Regions from separate parts of the Mus musculus genome. Here regions 1 and 2 are each linked to region 3. The links are chromatin contacts, called in public promoter capture Hi-C maps. All regions are on one chromosome and are shown on one strand. The core of a region is the stretch at or near the end of the contact, and the rest is flanking DNA. Distances in the headings are between cores, read along the strand shown.

Region 1 (4,623 bases), core at 1,603-4,102, 920 kb before region 3:
CAGCTTTTCTTTGATTTTCATTTAGAATATTAAAGAATAGTTTTATTTAATCCCACCATTCAGTAGGCAGAGTCAGGAGGATTTCTGATTCCCAGTCTGGTCTACAGAGCAAGCTTCAGGACAGCCAGGGCTACACAGAGAAACTCTATCTTGAGATACCAATAAAGAAAGAAAGAAAAACATTTTTCTTGGGGCTGGCAATATGGCTCAGTGGTAGAGCAATGGCTTAGCATGTAATTAGAAAATCATGGATTCAGTCCTTAGTAACACACACACACACACACACACACACACACACACACACACACACACACGGGCTGAGTCTTGACTGCAAGATGGCTCAGCTGATAAGGAGCTTACCTCAAAGCCTGGCAGACACCCTGAGCTCCATCCTTGGAAACTATGTGGTGGACACATCCATATATTCTCTCTCTCTCTCTCTCTCTCTCTCTCTCTCTCTCTCTCTCTCTCTCTCTCCCTTCTTCTACCCCGCCTTGGTCTTTCTCAAACACAAAAATAAATAAATGTAAAATATTGTAAGAAGTTATAGGTCATTTATATAAAGAAAATTAAAGGAAATTAAGGAAATACTTTTAGATGAGAATAGAGTATAAGGTTTTTATCCTAAAACTAAAAGATTGTTCCCATATGGACAAAAAGGGGTGATGAGGGAAAAAACCAGAAAGTTTTAGTCTATTGCCAAAGGCCTGAGTATGTCACAAGAAGTTTGTAGAAGATAAAGTGAGGCCCGGGGAAGGAAGGAGAATTGGGAATTTACAGTCATTCTCTGCTACGTAATAAGTCGAGGCCAGCCTGGAATAACGGGGGCCCTGTCTCAAAAACAGAAGAGCAACAACGATATGCATGCCTGAAAAGCCAAATCTTTAAAAATTAGCTAGAGTCACACTTTCCTAGGTACTTCTTTCAACAGTTTTGCCACAGACATTAGAATGAAGTTGGAAATGCAGACAGTTGGGCTCCCAGATACCCTGAATCAACTTTTATATTTGACTTTTGTTTTTTTTAAGTTTATAAAAACTTTTTTTTTTTTAGAATTTTTATGTGTGTGAGTGTTTTGCCTGCATATAGGTCTGTGTACCACACTCGAGCATGGTGTCAGAGGAGGTGAGAAGCCTCATGCAGCTGCTAGGCATTGAACCCCAGTCCTTTGTGAGAATATTAAGTACTCTTACACACCAAGCCAACTCTCCAGCCCTGCTTTTGGGGTGTTCAACAACAAAGATAAGTAGAAACCAAATACGCACCCAGAGAAAAATCACATATATACAAAAAGCCAGAAATTTGAGAGGCAATGTGTGTGTGTGTGTGTGTGTGTGTGTGTGTGTGTAGTGGCGAGGAATAACATAGGAGGAATTGGAGAAGGGAATGGGGGAGAATATGTAATTATATTTAGATTAATTTTATTTTTTAGTATAGAATAGAGTTTATTCAGGGCATGGGGAGGGGAGTTAAGAGGGTAGCAGAGGCAGGGAAAGGCAGAGAGAGAGAAAGAGAGAGTAGAGAACTAGAGGCTGGCCATGAGCACATGGAGAGAGGGGGAAGGGAATCTAGATTAAAAATTTAAATGGGGGGGGCAATAAAGTGGTTATAGTCACAGGAGCATATCAAATTGATTGTCTTGGCCATGGGTGTGTGTGTGTGTGTGTGTGTGTGTGTGTAATAATTTTCACAAACTTGCCATCTCAGAGAAACTCTAGGAGGAAGAAAGGATTCCAAACAGGCAAATTCTGGCTACAGCTGAGGAGAGCTCGCACAGGAAAGAACTGCCTGTAATGGAATGAAAAGAAGCCAGGGCTTTGCTGTCTTGGGAAAGAGGGAAACCAGTGTAAGGGAAAATGTGCTACCTTCTGGAGAGAGGACAGCCCTCGGCTCCATGACAGCTGTCCCAGGTTGCCTTAGCAAAGCCTTCCTCAAGCAGATATTCACTGAGGCCCCTTCGGCAACTTTCCAACATGGTTTTACTTAAATACACACACACACATGCATTTACTTCGTGTGTGTGTGTGTGTGTGTGTGTGTGTGTGTGTGTGTGTATACATGTTTGCCTGTGTAGAGAGATCTGTGTAGAGAGAAGTATGTGCCGGGGACTGAACCTGCATCCTTTGCTAGAGCATTAAGCACTGTTAACCACTGAGCACTCGCTTCTGCCCCTGTGCCTCGTGGTGCAATAGGTAAAATGAGAACTTTTTTCTTTCTTTTTTAAATGGAAGTGTAGTTCTCTGCCTTTATTGATAACCCAAGATCCTTTTCTAATTTGTGTGGTAACCAGTATTGGTGTGAACATCCAAAAGCCAAAGGAGTTATTGTCAGCTTCGGCCCTGTGAGGTGTCCAATAGGAATAGGACAAGGTATAATTCTGTCTTTATCAAAAACTAGGGGACATACCCAGGCCTGTGGTTTACTTTGCCACCTAGCCTCTGTGACATGTAGATTGCAGTTATAGCAGCTACAGCAATGCTGGCAGCTAAAAACACAGAAGGGGCTCCGAAAGAGATCTCGGGAGCAAAACACAAGCTGGTCTTCTATAGAAACAAAAAAGAAAAAGGAATTTCGGTGGGGGTAGGGGGGGGGTGGGGGGTGGGGGGTGGGGGGTGAGGGGGTGGCAAGAGAACAAATTAAAGACGGGCAAGAAACGCGGGAGCACGTGAAAGATGCTAACAGAGGCAGCCGGGAGAGGAACCGCAAGCGCTCAGTCATCTGCGGAAGCGACCGCGGACAGTCCCGGTCACGTTGCTGGAGCAGCCATTTAGGGACAGCCTGACAGCGCGGCGCCGCGCGGCACAGGGACTGTTCGGCTGTGACGCATGCTCTCCGCCCGCCCGACCCCCCCCCCCCCCCACGGCACCACCAGGCTTCTGTAACTTATAAAATGGCGGCGTCCACATGTATACGTCCTTCCCGGGATTAGCCAGGCAGCTAGAGGATGACTTAATAAGGAGAGTGGAGAAACTGGCCAATTAATGAACATGCCCTGGTGAGTGCCGGGTCTCGCGCTGTCAGAGAGATGGCCGCCGTAGCGGTCACCACGCCGACCCGCCGCAGCGGTCACCACTCCGACCGCATGGTCTGCCGAGCGGGACGAGTAGTCGGCGGCTGGCACTCCGGATTTCTCCCCTATTCCGCCCACAATAGATGAGTGATCAGTGCCCACATCACCGGACCTCCACGGATGAACCTGTCAGGCTGGGGAGGCTCATTCCTAGGAGAGATCGTGTTTTGAGGTTTCCTTTTGTTTTCCTTTGTCTAATTGGGGTTTGACGGATAGTGAGTGTCTCCAAAATGGAGTGTTTATTCTAGCTCCCCAGAGGCCTCGAAAAACGGCCTCAGTTCTTTCTCATCAACACTTAGTAGTTGATAAAACTAGCTTATTGGTAACATTAATTATGGTATAATAACGCTTTTTGCCCTATGCCCTTTTTATGTACTCCAAATGAGGACCAGAGTATGTTACTAAATTTGTGGTCTGGGAGCATCTGTTATAATAGGGCCTTATAGGGTGATCTGTGTTCTTTTGTTAGATGCTTACTTGGTCAAAAAGACATTTCAGTACCTTAGCTAGGCATTGCTGAATAAAGTATGAATTGTTGCAACCATTTGGAAGCATTGATGTAGCTATATTTAGAAAAATAAAAATATATATGGAGTACCAAGTTCCAATATCTGGAACTCAGTAGTCTGACTTTCACGGCTCAATCCTTCAGAAAGAGAAGCATCAGTATATAAATAAGGATACCTAAAAGAGGATGTCTATGCAGCTCTTTTCTTGTGGCAAGTGATAAGAAACAACCTGTGTATCCATTAATAGGAGGATGTTTTAAAAGTCTGTATATTTTGGCTCTTTGGTGTAAAAGATGATATGATAGCTTGTTACATTAAAAACAAGTTGTAGGATAATATGATCTCATTTTTTTCATATATGTATGAGGGTGACAAAGGAATGTTTGCTATTTTTAAAACATTTCGGCAGCTTTATATATTATGACCTATTTAACACAAATGCAAACACAGAGAATAAAATGAAACCCTAATATTAGAGTTGACGTTTTGCCATATTTCTCCACAGTTGCGGCTCACTCTTTTGTCATCCCGTAGATTAAGCATCATTTTTAGTTTAGTAATTGTGCTTATTTCCCCCTTTCCCCCCAGTATTGGTTGTGGAACCTAGGACACTGTGGTGCTAGACAGTCACACTACCACTGAACTATATCTAGATCTGTTCCCACTTTAAGATTTGCTTCTAATTGTGTGTGTAGGAATGTGCACATGAGTACAGTTATGGAAGCCAGAAGAAGCCATAGAATCCTGTGGAACTCGAGTTACAGGCGGTCGTAAGCCCACTTTTTGAGCCCCTTAATGAAGTCTTCTGTAGTTGAGGCTGTCCACGACCCTCACTACCCATTTCTAGCTGCCAAGCTTTGGGATTACAAGCTTGTACCACCATGCCCAGCTTGTCTCTCTTACTTTATGTGTAATAACCCAGGCTGGTCTTGATTTTTCTGCCTCTGCCTCCCAAATAGCTAGGATTATAAGCTCAGCTTCTCCACTTAATTTTTTTGTGACATGAGGATCTAACATGGCTGGTATCTTGCATGGGAGTTCTCA
Region 2 (4,837 bases), core at 60-2,559, 790 kb before region 3:
AACATGCTCCCTCTTACGCATGCGCACTTTCATTCCCGCGCAGAGGCCTTCTGCTTGCAGTGAGCATGCGTGATTTCACCTTCTCTCCTCTCTGCCCCACCCTCGCCTAAGGGGCCACGATCTCCCGTGCCAGCAGAGTCCTACCCATCATGTCACGCTTTCTCAAGGGTACTTGAGCGCCACCACCTGGTGATATGGTTCCTCTTTTGGCATCCACGCAAAGCGCGCCTATCTTTACTATTCTCCCTTCTCGTGTATGATTATATATATAATATATATACGTATATGTGTATATATATATATTATATATATTATATATATAATCTCTGTGGCCACTGCGTTCTGCTACTCTGGTGAGATAACTCTGTGAAGAATATATATACATATATGCGCATATATATGTATATATATTCATGCCGGGTGCATCTGCACGTGTTTCTCGCCAAAGTTATGCCCCAGTGTCTAAACCATATCATTAACAACAATCCTTAACAGGATTAACTGTGATAAACTAAGTTACACATGGAATTAAAAAAACGTCGTAGGCGATAAAGCATATCCCAAACCCAGATGGAATCCGTCAGCAGCCTAAGGGAGAGGCTACTTGGTAGACGGATTCCTTAATACAGTTAAAAACCCTCCAACCTAAAACCACTGAATCAGAGTCCGGCGTGGTGATTTACGCCTGTAATCCCAGTTTAAGCAGGAGAACGGCCGCGAGTTCGAGGCCTGCTGCTGTCAGTCTCAAACTACATTCACTCACCCCCAAGGAAAACAAAAAGCGGATGAAGCCTAATCCTAAAGACTCATCCATTTGATTCACCCTTAACAAATGAAGAACTCGAAAGTTTTTTTTGTTTTGTTTTAAATAGATGTCAAACAAAACAGTGATGCTCAGGTGCCTTAAACCTGCTTAGAGAAGTCTAAAAATCTTTCATAATATTAAGTAATGCGCAACATCCTTTTGGAGGGCTGGGGATTCGTACTGGCCTCCAGTTCTCCCTCCCCTCAAAGGAGAAAATGCACAAATTAAGGATCTCCCTGACACAAGTTCCCTCCTCCGCCCTCCATGTTACATTTTCGTCCTTCGTCGTTCCTTTACCTCCTGCTGAAGCGAGTGTCGCAGTTAAAATTCTTACGGCAGGCAGTGCCTAGAGGGTGGAGGGAGCGGCGGCATAGAGAGCCGTGCCTGGGTGGCAGCAGCGATGACTTAACGGCGATGAACACCAGGTACGAAACCTGCTATACTTGCGGCCGCGGCGCGGATGCCACGAACCCACAGCCTCTCCAGGAGCGCTGCGCTGTGCTGCAACGCATGCGCCGCGCTCCTCCCTCTCCTCAGAGCGCCCCTCTACAACTTACAGCAGCCCACTGAGTCCAGTACTCAGGTCCCTAGCCCACACTTCTTTTCCTACCTCTGCTCATACCGGCGTCCACCACCCATCCTTTCCTCAGCCCCTTTTCTAATCAATAAGTCCCCATCCTTTTTAATTTACCATCACATCTCACTACTGTTATTATTCCCTTTCTGGCTCACCCTACAATTCTTGACCTTCTCTGCTTCTCTGGAGCTCTGCTAGGCCCCCTCATATTTCCTGATGTACCCAATATTCCAAGTGTTTCGAAAACAAACAAACTAACAAACCAACCAACCAACCACTGGCATGGTGATAAGTGCCTGTAATTCCAGCGATTTATAGACAACCTCACCTCCATGACAAATTCTAGGTCAGCTTGGACCACAAAAGATCCTGAAGGAAAAAAAAATAGCCTCCACCGATCCGGGGGGTTGGGGGAATGGAAATATACGTATGTAGATTTAATTGTGGGCCCAAGTTACAAAGCCTGAAGAAAAAGTCTTTTTCTAATACCTGGAACCAGAACTCTTGGGGCAGGCTATTTTCACTCTCAGCATGTTGTTTCCTGTGGAGAATCTTGAGTTTTAAGGGTCTCCTTAAGATCCACTCCCCCTTCTTATTCAGCCCTGGATCTTGAGAGATCATCCGACTGGCTCCTGCCTGTCTATCTATCATTGCATTGAATTGTGAATTTTCATGTAGAGCATCAAAGCACCAGAACCATACAAGTAAAAAAGAGTGGGGGAGGGGAGGAGGAAGACAAAGAAGAAAAAAGGAGGAGGAAGAAGGGAAGGAGGTCGAGGAGGAGGAGGAGGAGGAGAAAAGGAAAAGCAGTCCCATGCCTGCATCTGAAACAATATCATGAGCAGAATAGAAGTAGAAGGCAGGGCCATTGGATATATTGCGACACCTAATGGACATATAGGTAACATGCATAAAAAACCCCTCTGATGTTTCAGCTTTAGTAAGACATCCCCACTTTGACAATTCCCTCCCTGGTTTCTGAAAGAGCTTTTTCTTTGAGGGGGAAGGGAGTGTGATGGAAAAGCTCTTTTCAGCCCAATTTGAGCAATGAAAGAAGCCTTTAAGCTAAGTTTACCTGGAGTTCACTACAAAAGTGTTAGCTCACATCTCGAACAAAGTTGTACTCATGCAGAATTAACAGGCTGTACTTACAAGCTCCAAACTAGGTCTGGAGAGATGGCTCAGACGTCAAAAGCACTGACTGCTCTTCCAGAGGTCCTGAGTTCAATTCCCAGCAACCACTTGGTGACTCACAACCATCTGTAAAGGACTCTGATGCATTCTTCTGGTGTGTGTCTGAAGACAGTTCAGTGTACTTATATAAGTAAAAGTAAATAGATCTTTAAAAACAAAAAACAAAATAAAGTTCAAACAATTTTTCTTGTAAAACAAGCTTAGTTCCATCTGAAGATTCCATGTAAGAGAGTTTTTCTTGATTGCCACCAGGGGAAACAACATATTTGTTCATCTGACAAACTGTAAACATAAATAGAAATGTTAGAAATCATCTCTAAATTTCCAAGATATCTCTTTCCTAGAATTTAATTTCTCTGATATTTTTAATTATAAGAGATAGGAACAATTGTAGTTTAGGGTTTGAGGATGTGGCTCAGTTGGGAGAGTATTTTCCTGGACATAGCTCTGGCTTCAGATGCCCAGTACTACTTAAACACACCTGTAATGTCAGCATTCAAGAAATAGAGAGAATGATCAAATACAAGGTCATCTTCAGCTACATAGAAAGTTCAAGGCAAACCTGGGATATATAACACCCTGACCATAGAAAGACAGAGAAACAGAGACAGAGAGAGACAGAGAGAGAGAGAGAGACTGGAGAGATGGCTCAGCACTTAAGAGTACTGATTGCTCTTCCAGAGGTCCTGAGTTCAATTTCCAGCAACCACATGGTGGCTCACAACCCCATCTGTAATGAGATCTGACACCCTCTACTAGTGTGTCTGAAGACAGTTACAGTGTACTTATATATAATAGATAAATAAATCTAAGAAAGAAAGAAAAAGACAGACATAGACAGGAAGAAAGAAAGAAAGAAAGAAAGAAAGAAAGAAAGAAAGAAAGAAAGAAAGAAAGAAAGAAAGAAAGAAAGAAAGGAAGAAAGGAAGGAAGGAAGGAAGGAAGGAAGGAAGGAAGGAAGAAAGAAAGAAAGAAAGAAAGAAAGAAAGAAAGAAAGAAAGAAAGAAAGAAAGAAAGAAAGACAGACAGACACAAAAAACAGCTTTGGGGCAGGGGATATAGCACCTAAGTTCAGTGGTTTTGTGTTTGTGATCCTGTAATCCCAGCACTTGGGAAATGAGGCCGAAGGATCAATGATATTTTTTTTCTGAGACAGGGTTTCACTGTATAGCCCTGGCTGTCCTGGGACTCAGACTCACTCAGTAGACCAGGCTGGCCTCGAACTCAGAAATCTGCCTGCCTCTACCTACCAAGTGCTGGGATTAAAGGCATGCGCCATCACTGCCTGGCAGGATCAATGATTTGAAGTCAACTTAGGCTGCATAGTAAATTTCATGCCAGCCTGAGCTATAGAATGAAATCCTATTTCAAAAAAAAAAAAAAAAAAAAAGGAAGCAATGTGCAGTGCCTTCAATCCCAGCACTCAGGAGGCAGAGGCACATGATCTCTGTGAGTTTAGGCCAGCCTGGTCTACAGAGTGAGTTCCAGGATAGCCAGGGCTACACAATAAGACTCTGTCTCACTGGGCGGTGGTGGCGCACCCCTTTAATCCCAGCACTTGGGAGGCAGAGACAGGCGGATTTCTGAGTTCAAGGCCAGCCTGGTCTACAAAGTGAGTTCCAGGACAGCCAGAGCTAACACAGAGAAACCCTGTCTGGAAAAGCAAAAAAACAAAAAATACAAAAAAAAAAAAAAAATACTACAAAAAAAAACCCAAATAAACAAAAAGACTAAGCATTAAAAAACGACAACTTTAGAGTACAAATTACTAACAGCTAGGCTTGCCTGATAAACTTGAAAATAGTCAGGATATAAAACAGAGATGAACCTATTCATGTTTTTTGTTGTTGTTGTTGAGAGAAGACAAATGTCAGCAGTAGAGAGCTGCATGACATGTAAGACCTACATGACATGTAAGATTGGACCTGCCTAATGACTTAGCCTGAGAAGAGTGGAAGGAGTTTGTTGAGTTAGTTATAAAAATTATTCTCTGTGCTCTATCAGCACACCAGATGGCCGTAAACTTTTCTGATAATTAACAAGCGTTTGTTCTTTTGACTTGGTTATTGTCTCCTATTCAAAGGAATTGATTATAGCACTTGGAACCATTAATTTACCAAAAAAGTCCCAAAGAAACCTATTTGCTAGAAAGAAAGAAAGCCAAGCCAAGGAGGCCCCGAGGAGAATGCCTGGGATCCCCGGCTGGCAGAGGACTGAGCCTAAGACAAGTAGATTCAACGAGCTTTAGGTTCATTGAGTGG
Region 3 (4,644 bases), core at 2,067-4,566:
CAAGACAGAAATTAAATTAAAAAAAAATTAAAGGTTTTCCAGAGTTGAGTGAAAATGAGAACACCATATACCCAAATGCATGGGACAGAATGAAGTACCTACACAAGTACCTACCTAAAAAATTGGAGAGCTCTCATACTAGTAACTTAACTGAAGGCCTACAGCAAAAGAAGAAATCACACCCAAAAGGAGTAGACAGCAAGAAATCATCAAGCTATGTGGCTGGAGAGTTAAGAGCACAGGCTGTTAAGAGGACCTGGATTCAATTTTCAGCCCCTACATAGCAGCTCACAGTGGTCTATAACTCTACTTCCAGGAGATCTGACACCCTCACACTGACATGTTTGCAAGCAAAACACCAATGCACATAAAATTTAAAAAAAAAAAAAAACATTTAAAAGGAAAAAAAAAAAAAAGAAACTCAGGACTAACCCTAACCATGCCAGGTACGGTGGCACATACCTTTAATTCTAACACTTCATGAGCTAAAGGACAACATGGTCTACATATCAAATTCCAGGTCAGCCAAGGCTACTTAGCCCATTAAAAAAGAAAATCCAAAATGATCTTGTATATCCAAACCATTATTTGGCCTCAACAAATAATGTAGTAGACACATGTGCCATAATTAAACAACCCTTTAAAAATAATGCAAAATGAAAGCAACAGTCAAAAAAGGTCATATACTGAGAGGTAGGGTAGTGCATTTCTTATAATCAGTTCGTAGACTGATTATGGACTAGGCTACATAGAAGGTTTTCAAGTCCAGTCAGCCTTAGTTACAGGAGACAATGTTTTAAGGAAACAACATCAAACAACGAGACCACATATCAAATAATCCCATTCATATTAAATGTCCAGAATAGACAAATATATAAAGAATGTATAAGTTAGTGGTTGCTTAGACCTGGTCAGAAGAACAAAGGCATAAAAAGACAGACAAAAAGCATGTTTCTTTTTGAGGCAATTGAATGTGGCAATGGTGGTATATATCACTGATTATGTAGAATCCATTAATATGTCCTTTTAAATGGATGAATTACAAATGAATACAAGGTGTTGTTGAGTGTCAGGATTAATACAAACAGAGACGGTTAATGCTAAAACATGCTAAGAAAGTACATGATACTGCAATATCTACTATTTTAAATGTTAATAATATAAACTACAACGTATATAAAATTCATGCAGTGGGGATGCAGCTCAGTGATAGAATGCTTGCCAAGCTTATATAAGGCCTTGGGTTTCATCCCCAGAACTGCAACATGATTTATAAATCTTTTTAGTAGAAATACTATAGTCCAGAAGCAGCTGTATAAGGAACTATACAGTTTTAAAGGTATATAAAAATCCTCTGGTTTTAACAATAATTTTTATACTTAAGGTGTTTCCCACCATTAATAGTATTCGTCATTATTAGTACAAGTCAGCATTTGCTGTGTCCTTGGTGACTACGAGAGTATTATTTCATAAGTACCTGACACAAAGAAAGCAATAAATGAATGAATAGCCTTGAAGGCTTTCATTTATCAATTTTTGTGGCTTAGTTTCCTCATCTGCAAAATTAGAAGGGCTAGATATCATATTCTTTAAAATCATATTGTTCAACAGCTTTAGCTATGTTGTCAACACATCCCAGCCACACCTGGCTATTAAAAACCTGGAATGTGGCTAATAGGCCGAAGAAACTATTTTTTTTTTTTAATTTTAATGGCCGCAACAAGCGAGTGGCTATGAATCTAGAGCATAATGCAAAAAAAAAAATACATTTCATAGCCCATCTCAGTAATCACATTATAGGGAATATGTGAACAAAAGTTCACAAAACTATTCATCCCTTAATATCCGAAAAACCTAGAGTTTCTTTTCTATATTACTTTATTTCACCTAAAAGAAAAAAAAAAGTGCTGATCTAATCACTGACATTCCATAGCATTATAGTACAGACTCTTTCCATCTCTAAAATATTATTCTCTATACTAATAACAAGTGTTCAGGATGCAAACTATGCCAATTACTCTAAACTGATCACTTACATCCATGTATTAAATATCACACCACACTCCACAAATATACACAATTATTTGTCGATTTCAAATATTTTTCAATTTTAAAAATTGTACAATCCTTGTCACTTTATGCCTGTCATCCCAGTACTCGGTAGGCTGAAGCAGGAGGATCACACACTCAAGGCCTAACGAGACTACAAAACAAGACCTTGTCTGTAAAAACCAAACCAAACCTCAACCCTTGAAGGCCTAACTGTATGCTTCTCTTGACTTCTGTTATCTAAACAGTGTTTATGATTATAGTAGTAGTAGACATTAAATATTTGTTGACAGGGAGTCATAATTTAAGAAACTGCTTTCCAAACAAAAATGACAGTATGTTAAGGTTATACTGACGAACACGTGGTGGCAATTAAAATATTGCCAATATATGAGGAAAAAAAACCACAAACTGAAGTACAAGTACCACAGACGATTTTTTAAAACAAACTCTTATTGAATGAGCTAATGGTAGCCAATATTCCAAGGTAGCATAATCACTGCCACACTAAGGGAATGCACAAAGAACGTAATTGAATAGTCATAGCAAAAGATAACAAAGCGTCTGTCTTCGAGCAGTGTACATTTTGGAGAAAAGGATAATTATGGTTTTTGCCTCCGAGGGAGCTCGCCTGTCAGTTGAGGGAGTTAACGTACCAATTAAATGTGCTACTTGTTTATAGGTGGCGTTCTGTCCTGTTGAAGTGCACTCGCAATTGCATACTCCCGCTTTAGTACACTCTGAAGCACGGGCCGCTCAGCACCAAATTCCACGAGGAACTTTTGGAAGCAGCCCCGTCTGCCACCCACTTAGAAAACAAGCGGCAAAGCCCTACAGGACGCCGGCACTGCAGGTGCCCCGTGCCTGAAACCTCCCGGCTCTCTGCTGTCCCCAAACGTGTTCTTCCTCTCCGCCTCCAATTCCTAACCCTAACTTCCTACCCTCGCCGCCACTCTTGAGCTCGCCCTGACAATCTTCCTTAGGCGCGCTCCCTCTGACCTGAGGTCACAAGGGCAACCCTTTCCCTACCAGGTTCCCCTGTCCTTCACCCTGCTCTCCCAAGCGCGCGGCCACACACCTGGGACAGCCGAGCGCTTCCTGACGCGCCGCGCTGGGACGAACTCCATCGCGGGCCTGAGCCGCACATGGAGACTAGAGCCCGGGTCAGAACTGCCGAATGCTTGTGCTTTTCGAAAGCGACCGCCGCGGCTGCCCAGCGCCAGGAATGTATCGCGAGCAGCGCCATCTTGAGCGAGGAAAAAGGAACCGAGAGAGGAGGATTGTGGGACGCCGGCGGACTGAGTGCCGCGGCTTTCATTGCTTTCTCCCCTCCCCCCGCTCGCGCCCGACACCGGAAATAGCTTGTGTCTGAAGATGCTTGTGCTTAAGTAGAGCTTTACTCTTTTTCCCCCCAGTGACTCGGGCTTTTTCTTGCACAGCCCAGACCATCAGACTACCATTGTTCTTCTCTCTTAGCGTTGCCAGATAAAATACAGGATTACCCACTTAAATGTTATTTCAGATAAAAAACAAATGATTGGGATAATTATGTCCCAAGTGTTGCTTTGGTAAATATGACAACCCTATCTTGTCTGCCATTCGATTCCTTTCTTGTCTCCAACTCAATGCCATGCTCCACTCTGCATAACTCTCATTCTCCCTGTGCATTAACGTTGAGGATTAAAGTACAGACAAGTTTTCCCCTGGAGAAGGCTTCACAAGTGAGAGTCGCCGCCTTCATTGTAAAACCTTTTATTTTCCTGATTTGCCTTTGGTCTTTTGCTGTTGGGACAAGGAGCTCTCGGGGTACACACATATTTCATTCCATTAATTTGCCTCCTTGTAGCTCTTCCCTTTGGTTTCTTCAGAGTCCCTTATTTAAAAACTGCTAGGTGGATGGTAAGTGAACATGTTATATAGTAAACTGCATATTTAAAGACACATTTGTATTATTTTGTCAGCACTATAATCAAACCAAATACCATGGAAATATGTTTACAAGTATCTGGGTGGGAAACAATTTCCAAATATAAATGCTACTTGAAAACCTGGAGTCAAGAAGGTACAATTTCATTAATGCATTCTCAAAAATCTCTCCTTAAACACTTCTCTCTCTCTCTCTCTCTCCCTCTCTCTCTCCCACTCTCTCTCTTTCTCTCTCTCTCTCTCCCTTCTCTTTATAAAGGCCTGGCTACTGTGGAACTTGGAACTTGCTATGCAAACCAGGCTAGCCTCAAATTCCAATGTCCCCCTGTCCTTGCCTCTGGATTGCTGGAATTAAAAGCAGGCATAACTACACCAGGCTCATTTTCAAACCTTTTACACAAGGCAGGTAAGTAATCTTGAATTAATTCTGTAGAAGCATTATAAACTAATGAGAGATGTCATGACAAAAGACAAAAGATATATATGGCCCATGCAGCTAGCTTCACTTTCTTCTGAGATCCATATCACTCACCAGGTTTCTGGGGAAGAAGATAATTAGAATTTCAGATTAAAGAGGCTGACTATCCCTCCATACATGTAAAGAAGATGGCTATATGAAAAGAAGGAATTCATAAGAAAACTTTCAGGCTCAGGAGTCCAGAAAGTGTA

The links. Promoter capture Hi-C pulls out the DNA fragments that hold promoters and counts their contacts.
Region 1: a promoter capture Hi-C map of pre-B cells shows a contact between it and region 3, with 2.3 times the contacts expected there. The contact joins the promoter of Jpx here to the promoter of Abcb7 in region 3. A contact is called at or near these places in 2 of 39 promoter capture datasets (erythroid cells and pre-B cells).
Region 2: a contact with region 3 is called in a promoter capture Hi-C map of erythroid cells, with 13 times the contacts expected there. The contact joins the promoter of Ftx here to the promoter of Abcb7 in region 3. A contact is called at or near these places in 2 of 39 promoter capture datasets (erythroid cells and pre-B cells).

The regions. Positions count from the first base shown.
Region 1 is chrX:103,490,706-103,495,328 of GRCm38.p6, forward strand. Jpx (Jpx transcript, Xist activator (non-protein coding)) reads left to right here and starts at 2,853. Exons shown (of 3, transcript NR_015508.3): 1 at 2,853-2,995.
Region 2 is chrX:103,622,445-103,627,281 of GRCm38.p6, forward strand. It overlaps Ftx (Ftx transcript, Xist regulator (non-protein coding)), which reads right to left and starts at 1,310. Exons shown (of 11, transcript NR_028381.1): 1 at 1,103-1,310.
Region 3 is chrX:104,410,530-104,415,173 of GRCm38.p6, forward strand. It overlaps Abcb7 (ATP-binding cassette, sub-family B (MDR/TAP), member 7), which reads right to left and starts at 3,317. Exons shown (of 16, transcript NM_009592.1): 1 at 3,128-3,317. The coding sequence starts at 3,295.